Regions from separate parts of the Danio rerio genome. Here region 1 is linked to region 2. The links are chromatin contacts, called in public Hi-C maps. All regions are on one chromosome and are shown on one strand. The core of a region is the stretch at or near the end of the contact, and the rest is flanking DNA. Distances in the headings are between cores, read along the strand shown.

What was found. Hi-C and Micro-C count contacts between places; a contact is called where the count stands out from the background.
Region 1: a contact with region 2 is called in a Hi-C map of an unstated tissue, with 5 times the contacts expected there. The contact joins the promoter of tob1b here to the enhancer-like site in region 2. A contact is called at or near these places in 2 of 18 Hi-C or Micro-C datasets (caudal fin and an unstated tissue).

Annotation. Positions count from the first base shown.
Region 1 is chr12:1,046,941-1,051,580 of GRCz12tu, reverse strand. tob1b (transducer of ERBB2, 1b) reads left to right here and starts at 2,652. Exons shown (of 2, transcript NM_212974.1): 1 at 2,652-2,733; 2 at 3,732-4,640. The coding sequence starts at 3,836.
Region 2 is chr12:1,012,676-1,017,244 of GRCz12tu, reverse strand. No RefSeq gene overlaps it. Among named protein-coding and RNA genes, the nearest start is that of wfikkn2b, 29 kb to the right of the region's middle. Within about 2 kb of position 2,349, at least 15 of the 62 cell types and tissues checked have an H3K27ac peak or open chromatin away from gene starts, as enhancers often do.

The DNA.
Region 1 (4,640 bases), core at 1,403-3,902, 34 kb before region 2:
GGGCTTATAACAATTCCCTGTGCCAAAAACCTTAAACCTCCTGCATATGTGAGCTTGGCTTACAAGACATGAAATATGAGCTCTGTGTACTATTCCTGAAGCTATAGAAAGCAACACAACCCGGCGGATCAGCTTACTATATGCATGCGGCACTGATCAAGAGCTGGGTTTTGATTTACACTGCATTACAGAAGCACGCTGCTATGGTTTTAACTATGTTTAAAGAAATAACGATGACATGTGAGGTTGTTTAGCCACATCTTGGGTATATTGCATAATTTTAAAAAATGCATAAGATTTAGCCATATACATTTGAAAATACTTTCTTTTTTTAAAACAGACTGAAATACCTGGCACAAAACAGACAGACAAAAAAAAGAGACAAGATAAAAACATAAGTAAAACAATAGTATAGTTTATAGTATAGTATATTTGATCAAAGGTTTTAGAACAGTAAAACATTAATGCTCACCAAACCTGTATTTATTTGATCCAAAATACAGCAAAAATGTTAAAAATTAAAAAAATTTTCATTGTTTTTACTGTTTAAAAAATTTATATATGTACAATGTATATATTTCAAAATGTAATTATATATATATATATATATAGTGTATGTTGAGTAATACACAACAGTTCTGTCTGGTTCTCGAATCTGATTGGCTTATAGCCGTGTGATATTCTGCAATATCAGCACTTGTACAGCCTCTTCACTCTTGTGTATTACTCCGCCCACACAGAGTGACAGCAGATTAAAAAACTCACTACAGTCTGACAAATATTGCAGCTGTTGGACAACATCATGTACTTTTGAGGCAATTCAGGCAAGAAAGCAGTTGTTTAGATTGCAACTGTGCAGTTTATTTATTAAGATAGTGCCTATTTAAAATATTTATCTCCATCAGCCTGTCATACTGAGCAGAGCAAAGACCGTTGACGTTGTTCATCCACCAGATGGCGACAGAGACTGCATAATAAGCTCTTAGGGGGAAAAAAAGATCTGCGTATTTTCAAACTACAGCTGATCAAATCTTTATTAAACAGGTATTCCAAGTCGATCTTTCTCTTTTGTATGTTGTAGTGCCGTATTTATACCATATAATTGTAGTGTGTTTAGTGTGAGATGGGACTCATATCACATACTCAGAAATACTGGGAAATCTCTGTAGACTCACGACATTTCATGCTGTTCAGCCTTATAATCTTAAAAAGTGAGCAAAATCAGCTGTTTTGTCTTCACTTTAGACATTACGCTAGAGAATCATTCAAACACTAGCTCTACAGATGTGAATGAATGGTGGAATAAAGTAGTTCCTCATACAAAAGGGTTTTTGAGACTCTCCGTGTTTAATAATCTTTTTTATATACACGATTATGCTGTCGAACTGTTGTATAAACGCAATATCACACTCATAGCAGTGCCATATGGCTGTATATCGGCACTGGTGGGACACTAAGGCACTCGGTCTGCAGCCTTGAGGCAAAGCGCGCCTCCCAGCAGTGCCGATATACAGCCATATCGCACCTGCTACTCGTGTGATAATGCTCATCTATATATATATATATATATATATATATATATATATATATATATATATATATATATATATATATATATATATATATTGAAAAAAAGGATAAACAAAATTGATAAATAATTAAAATAATTATACATTGTAATTAAAATAATCTAACCATTACTTTAAGCTGCAATCATACAGCTCGATTCAGATAAATTATTAAATAAATTATTAAAATAATAAATGTATTTAAATGTATAAACAAGCAAACAAATGAATAAACCAGTTAATCAACACAGTACAAAGAATATATATAATAAATGTAAACTAAATGCAGGATAAATATTTAATACAAATAATATATATTTATTTTTTTACCCAGAAAAATAAATGTAAATCTTCTACAGAAAGACATTTTATTTTGGGGTCCCTCGCAGAGGATTATTATATTTGGGGGTCCACATTGAAGACCCTGAACAAGCGTGTGTTTGCATACACGCTGATGACGAAAACACGGCCAGCCAATAGCTGAGGAAGACCTGTCGACGCAAAACACACACAAACGACAAATCACAGCCCAGTGGACAAATGACCAGAGTCCCTCCGCGCTCTATTCAACCTGCTGAAATCAACACACATTCAGCATTCTCACAGCATTTAATACTGTCAGGAGCTCGTATGAACACACAACACTGGAAACAGATTTATGAGGGCTTAAGGAGTTTTCCATAAACCATAATAAAACAGGCGATGTATTATAGTGTTTAGATCTGCGTGTGGGAGGAAGATACTTAATACATAACATTTAACGCCAGCCTTGAATGTACTTCACGCTTATTGGTCACGAGGCGGGACGCTTTGATTATTGACGCGGCGCAAAGCCAACCAGAAAGGTGAATTCAGAGGCAAACATGTGACGTCAGCGCGCTCGTCCAATCGTTAGCACCGCTGGGGTTTTGACCTCTGGAAACCGCATCACCGCCCACATCATGTCCGTGGCGGAGGAGCGCTATAAAGCAGATCCAGAGCCGAGTTTAAAGGGCAGAGTTGTAAAAACTCCCAGGCAGTGGGGAGTCGGATTGCCTGACAACAGACTTTAAAAGACAAATCAACATAAAATCGACTAAATCACATCCATGCAACCCAACTGGAATATTCCCGTCGACATCTGTTAGCTAGCAACCGAAGCGGAGAAGAAACACGGTCGTTTAATGTAAGTATCTGGCGCTGATGTGATCATTCAGTAAATACATCGCTGCATTTCAATGTCATTTCCTTAAAGGGGTAGATCATGACAATATAGCTGACAGTCGAGCTCGGTGGAGCACGAAAAGACGATATAACCGGTTTATTGTATGGAAATAAGACGCGTCGACGGTTAAAGACCGAGGATCTGATATAATCATTTTTTAGATGAGTTTCAGTTAGCTATCGCTTCAAGACGGTGATCATTAATATTCTGCTTGATATGAGAGCTGGATGTGTTTGATAAATGGTTCGTTTCATGATGAATTCGCCTCATAGTCATGTGAGCCCCTCTCTCTCTCCTATATGTGTATGTATGTGTGTGTGCGCTTTACGGAAATGTGTGATCAGGGCAGTTCTCAGCTCTGCTGACCACACGACAATCCCAAAACATCCACCGTGCCAAAGTTCATTCCGTCAGTAAGCGTTCATTTGCTGTTTGTTTTGCTCGTTTATTTCGCTCCTGACCGCGTCAAAGCATCCAGAATGTTCTCATTCCATATTCATCATAATAATGGCCGCGTCTCAAACCGAGCGTTCGACGCTCACCGGGGTTTAAAACACGCCCGACGCATGTTTACAGCGGAATCTAACAAATATACATGTCGAAAATTGAATCCAGTGTGTATCGTATGTTTATTCGATCACACATACTAATTTGGTCAACATATACACACGCCCCGAGCGGAGCTGCACGCCATTGGTCGCGACCGTCGGGAAATCCGATCGCCGATCTGTTGCGCAATATCGCCTGGCTGTGTCGCATTGTGCTCAGATGCCCTAAATTCGCATAAAAGGCGTTTTTACGCAACAGTTGACGGAATAAGCAGGCAAGAGAATCCGTGTTATGTAATCCCCCTCAGCGCTGAATTTAAAGCAGATCAGATGGAGGGTTTGATGTGTTTGTTTACATAATGTGGAGCTCAGTCTGAACACCTTGCCTTTTTTTTCTTTCCCCTTTTCAAGGAGACGATTTTTCCCATCATCCACCAGCACCCACTGATCACTACTGCCTTGGAGGTTTTTGCAGCACTCGACACTTAAAAACGCAGCTCTCGACTAAAACAGCTATGCAGCTTGAAATACAAGTAGCGCTGAACTTCATCATTTCCTATCTATACAACAAACTCCCACGGAGGCGAGTCAACATTTTCGGCGAGGAGCTGGAGAGGCAGTTAAAGAAGAAATACGAAGGACATTGGTACCCCGATAAGCCATATAAAGGATCCGGGTTTAGGTGTATCCACGTGGGCGAAAAAGTAGATCCGGTCGTTGAAGAAGCAGCCAAAGAAAGCGGACTGGACATCGAAGATGTCCGCAATAACTTGCCTCAGGACCTCAGCGTTTGGATCGACCCTTTCGAGGTGTCCTATCAGATTGGAGAAAAGGGAGCCGTTAAGGTGCTATACATTGACGATAATAGCGAAAACGGCTCCGAGTTGGATAAAGAAATCAGAAACAGTTTTAACCCCGAGGCTCAGGTGTTCATGCCAATCAGCGAGCCGGTGGGCGTGTCCTCCGAGTCTAGTTCTCCGTCGCCGCCGCCATTCGGTCAGTCGGCGTCGGTCAGTCCGTCCTTCATGCCGCAACGCTCCGCTCAGCCTTTAACCTTCACCACCGCCTCATTTGCCGCCACCAAATTCGGCTCCACTAAAATGAAGAACAGCGGCCGAAACGGCGGGAAAGTTGCACGCACATCGCCCACCAATTTGGGCCTGAATGTCAACAGCCTCCTCAAGCAGAAAGCCATTTCCAGCTCCATGCATTCGCTCTACGGTTTCGGTCTTGGGAGTCCGCAGCCACAGAAACCCTCCGCTTTGTCTCCCAACGCCAAGGAGTTTGTGTTCCCCAATCTGCAGGGCTCCAGCGCAGCAT
Region 2 (4,569 bases), core at 1,100-3,599:
ATTTTCTCAATTTACATTTATATATGTATACATACATACATACATACATATATACATACACAATGTTTAAATTCACTGTCCTTAATTGCACACTATAATTAGTTTTGTGAAAACGATGATGATTTTGCTGAAAGAACTGGCCTGATGTGTGTGTGTGTGTGTGTGTGTGTGTGTGTGTGTGTGTGTGTGTGTGTGTGTGTGTGTGTGTGTGTGTGTGTGTGTGTGTTTGTGTGTGTGTGTGATTCTGAAAGCCATAAAGGAAATGCAGGATCTTTATTGCAAAACAGTAAAAAAAAAAAAAAACAAGTCCAGAATATGCTGAGCTAATGAAGATGATGAGGATGTGTGTGTTCATCAGCATGACCATGCCAAATATAGCATCTGCTCACACACAGACACACACACAGCCTGTGGCACTGCCCAATAGCGTCTTCATCTACTAGACTTTGCTACAGTGAACAAACCTCATCAATAATGAATTGTAGAGTTACCGGAGAGATATCACAGATTCCAGCTCTCGACACAATTATTAACACTCAAAGTCATGAAGACACGTGTGTATTAATAGACATATGAGCATGATCACACGAGTAGCAGTGCGATATGGCTGTATATCAGCACTAGTGGGAGGCGTGCGTTGACTCTTAGTGTCCCAGCAGTTCTGATAATCAGCCATATGGCACTGCTATGAGTGTGATATTGCGTTTATACAACAGTTCGACAGCAGAATCCTGTACATAAAAAAATAATCAAACAAGGAGAGTCTCAAAAACCCTTTCATATGAGCAACTACTTTCTTCCACAGTGAGAGAATGAGTTAGTAAGTGAATGAATGAATGAATGAATAAATGAATGAATGAATGAATGAATGAATGATTCAGCTATTGATCGAGTTGATAAGTGAGTGAGTGAGTGAGTGAGTGAGTGAGTGAGTGAGTGAATGAGTGAGTGAGTGAGTGAGTGAGTGAGTGAGTGAGTGTGTGAATAAGTGAGTGAGTGAGTGAGTGAATGAATGAGTGAGTGAATGAGTGCATAAGTGAGTGAGTGAATAAGTAAGTGAGTGAGTGAGTGTGTGTGTGTGTGAATGAGTGAGTGTGTAAATGAGTGAGTGAGTGAGTGAGTGAATGAGTGAATAAGTGAATCAGTGAGTGAGTGAGTTAGTGTGTGAGTGAGTGTGAGTGAGTGAATGAGTGAGTGAATAAGTGAGTGAGTGAGTGAATGAGTGAGTTAGTGAGAGTGAATGAGTGAGTGTGTGAATGAGTGAGTGAGTGAATGAATGAGTGAATGAGTGAGTGAGTGATTGCGCCAGCAAGTGAGTGAATGAGTGAGTTAGTGAGTGAGTGAGTGTGAGTGAATGAGTGAGTGTGTGAATGAGTGAGTGAGTGAATGAATGAGTGAATGATTGAGTGATTGCGCCAGCAAGTGAGTGAATGAGTGAGTGAATGTGTGAGTAAGTGTGAGTGAGTGAGCGAAGGAGTGAGTGAATAAGTGAGTGAATGAGTGAGTGAATGAGTGAGTGAGTGAATGAGTGTGTGAATGAGTGAGTATGTGAATGAGTGATTGAGTGAATTAGTGAGTGAGTGAGTGAGTGAATGAGTGAGTAAGTAAATGAAGGAGTGAGTGAGTGAGTGAATGAGTGAGTGAGTGAATGAGTGAGTGTGTGAGTGTAAGTGAGTGAGTGAATGAGTGAGTGAGTGAGTGAATGAGTGAGTGAGTGAATGAGTGAGTGAGTGTGTGAGTGTAAGTGAGTGAGTGAATGAATGAGTAAGTGAGTAAGTGAGTAAGTGAGTGAGTGAGTGAGTGAATGAGTGAGTGAGTGAATAAGTGAGTGTGTGAATGAGTAAGTGAGTTAGTGAATGAGTGAGTCAGTTAGTGAGTGAATGAGTTAGTGAGTGAGTGAGTGATTGCGTGAGTGAGAGAATGAGTGAGTGTGCGTGTGTGTGTGTGTGTGTGTGTGTGTGTGTGTGTGTGTGTGTGAATGAGTGAGTGAGTGAGTGAGTGACTCTGAATAAGTGTGCAGCTGACTGAGTGAAAAGTGTGAAAGTGATTATGTAAGAGGCGAGCAGGGATGAACTGAGGTGGAGGAGAGAGAGAGGGATACAGGACAGATGATCTGTCGCATACAGAGAGGTTTGCAGTCTCTGTTAGCTGGGATTATTCCTAGACTCGCTCCCGCTGGATTATGACTACAGAAGCACTCCTTCAGCAGACTCTATTCCAGATCCAGCATGCTCTGTGCCAAAAATAAATGCAATAACTGGCTTCTCACATGCCGCAATGTTGTGTTGTGGTGACGTCAAGCCAGACTCATGCATAGAGATGAGGGGTTTGGTTATGAACACAAGCAGCGCGGCAGCGACACCCTGCGGCCCTCAGGTGAAACACACGCGAGAGTATTATCTGCACCCAAACAATGATGCTCAGACTGTAAACACGAGCAAAGGTCACAGCAGCAGCAGGAGGAGCACGTGCACAGCTTAATGATGCTGATAGTGAGTAAAACTGGAGGTGTCTGTGCCAAAACATTAGATATAAAGACACAAGTGCACATAATGGTGTGCGTGTAATTATTATGTAACACATTAAGAAAGGTCGAAGGTCGAACAGCTTTTTTATTTGACTCATTAGTCAGATTATTACATCAAAATTGTGTTAATCCTAATCTGAATATAATTTAGGTATTAAGTTTAATGATAATCCCCCCCAAATGCCTCCTTATTAATGAATTTGGGTCTAACATGTCAAAATTGGAGTTATATGTGACGTAATTTCGGATGATTTTCATGATAAGCACAACATAGAATATACAAGAAATCTATTTATTTTATTGGGATAATGTTGTACTCACAAATGTTAATTACTTCCTTCGGCATTACCCAAACTGCTGACTTTTCTTTGCAACTTAAATTGCTTAATTACAGCTTTATAAAGTGTTAAACTTTAAATAATGAACTGTATTTAATATTTAATCATACATAAAATATGATTTACCAATTATTACCTTAAAATAGCTTATATATATGTATATATATATATATATATATATATATATATATATATATATATATATATATATATATATATATATATTTTCCTTATTGTTTAATAAATCATTTATATATAAATATAAACGGCAGCTCCTCCGTGTATCTTTACTCTTATATCTCACTCTATTAAAGGGAAAGAAGTAAATCCTCATTGTTTTCTCTAGTGCATGTGCAAATGTCAATAATCAATCTGGCCTGTAATATTAATTATCCACTCCTGAAACACAATCTGTACAACACTGACATCTACTGGTGGGCTCAGAACATGACATGCGCAGTGGACTGATTTCACACATGCCAGCGTCTATATATTTATTTATTTTTTTATTTTTTTATTTATTTATAAAAGAATAGCTTAATTTAAAGGGCCAGAGCATGTGAAGAAAGGATTTGGAATAAATAAATTATATTTATAATATATGGCCCAGCTTATTAGGTACAGCTTTTAAGCCTAAATGTGGAAGGGGAGTGTGAACTTATATATATATATAATGTGTGTGTGTGTGTGTGTGGCCTCACAGCTAGAAGGTCGCTGGTCCGAGCCTCGGCTGGGCCAGTTGGTGTTTCTGTGTAGAGTTTGCATGTTCTCCCTGTGTTGGTGTGGGTTTCCTCTGGGTGCTCTGTTTTCCCCCCACAGTCCAAACACATGCGCTATAGGAGGATTGGGTATCAAACCCCACACAGTTTGGCAGTCTGTTTGCTTTTTATTTTACTCTTTATTAAATGCATGTATTTGGCCAGCGGGCACACATTCGTCTCTAACAAGGTCTCCATCAAGTTATTCCAGGTAACATTTTTGGTTAATTTCCCAGTGTGTAAACAACATTATCTGAATAGTAATTATTTGCTTTCACTGAACCAGAACGTTCCCTATTGTTAATTAAACCTAATTTGGAAGAGCAGAGCAACTTAAGCTGATCGCCACCCACGCCACAAATACTACAGTAAATACCGCAGTGTTATTGAACTATGATACTATAGTAAATTACTTGAGTTAATGTGCTGTGGTGATTCTATAGTAGCTATGGTAACAACCATATTAATGTTGTGATTCTATAGTTGCTATGGTAACACAACTATAGTCATTGATACATTGTGATGATTCTGCGATTGCAATGTTAACACGGCTACAGTAATTAACATGTTGTGGTGATTCTATAGTTGCTATGATAACGCAATTACAGTAATTGATACGTTGTAGTGATTCTGCGGTTGCCATGGTAACACAACTACAGTAATTAATATGTTATGTTGATTCTGCGGTTGCTATGGTAACGCAGCTACAGTAGTTAATACGTTGTGGTGATTCTGCGGTTGCCATAGTAACGCAACTACAGTAATTAATATGTTGTTGTGATTCTGCGGTTGCTATGGTAACGGAGCTACAGTAATTAATACGTTGTGGTGATTCTGCGGTTGCCATGGTAACACAACTACAGTAATTAACATGTTGTGATGATTCTGTGGTTGCTATGGTAACGCAGCTACAGTAATAAATAAGTTGTGGTGATTCTGCAGTTGC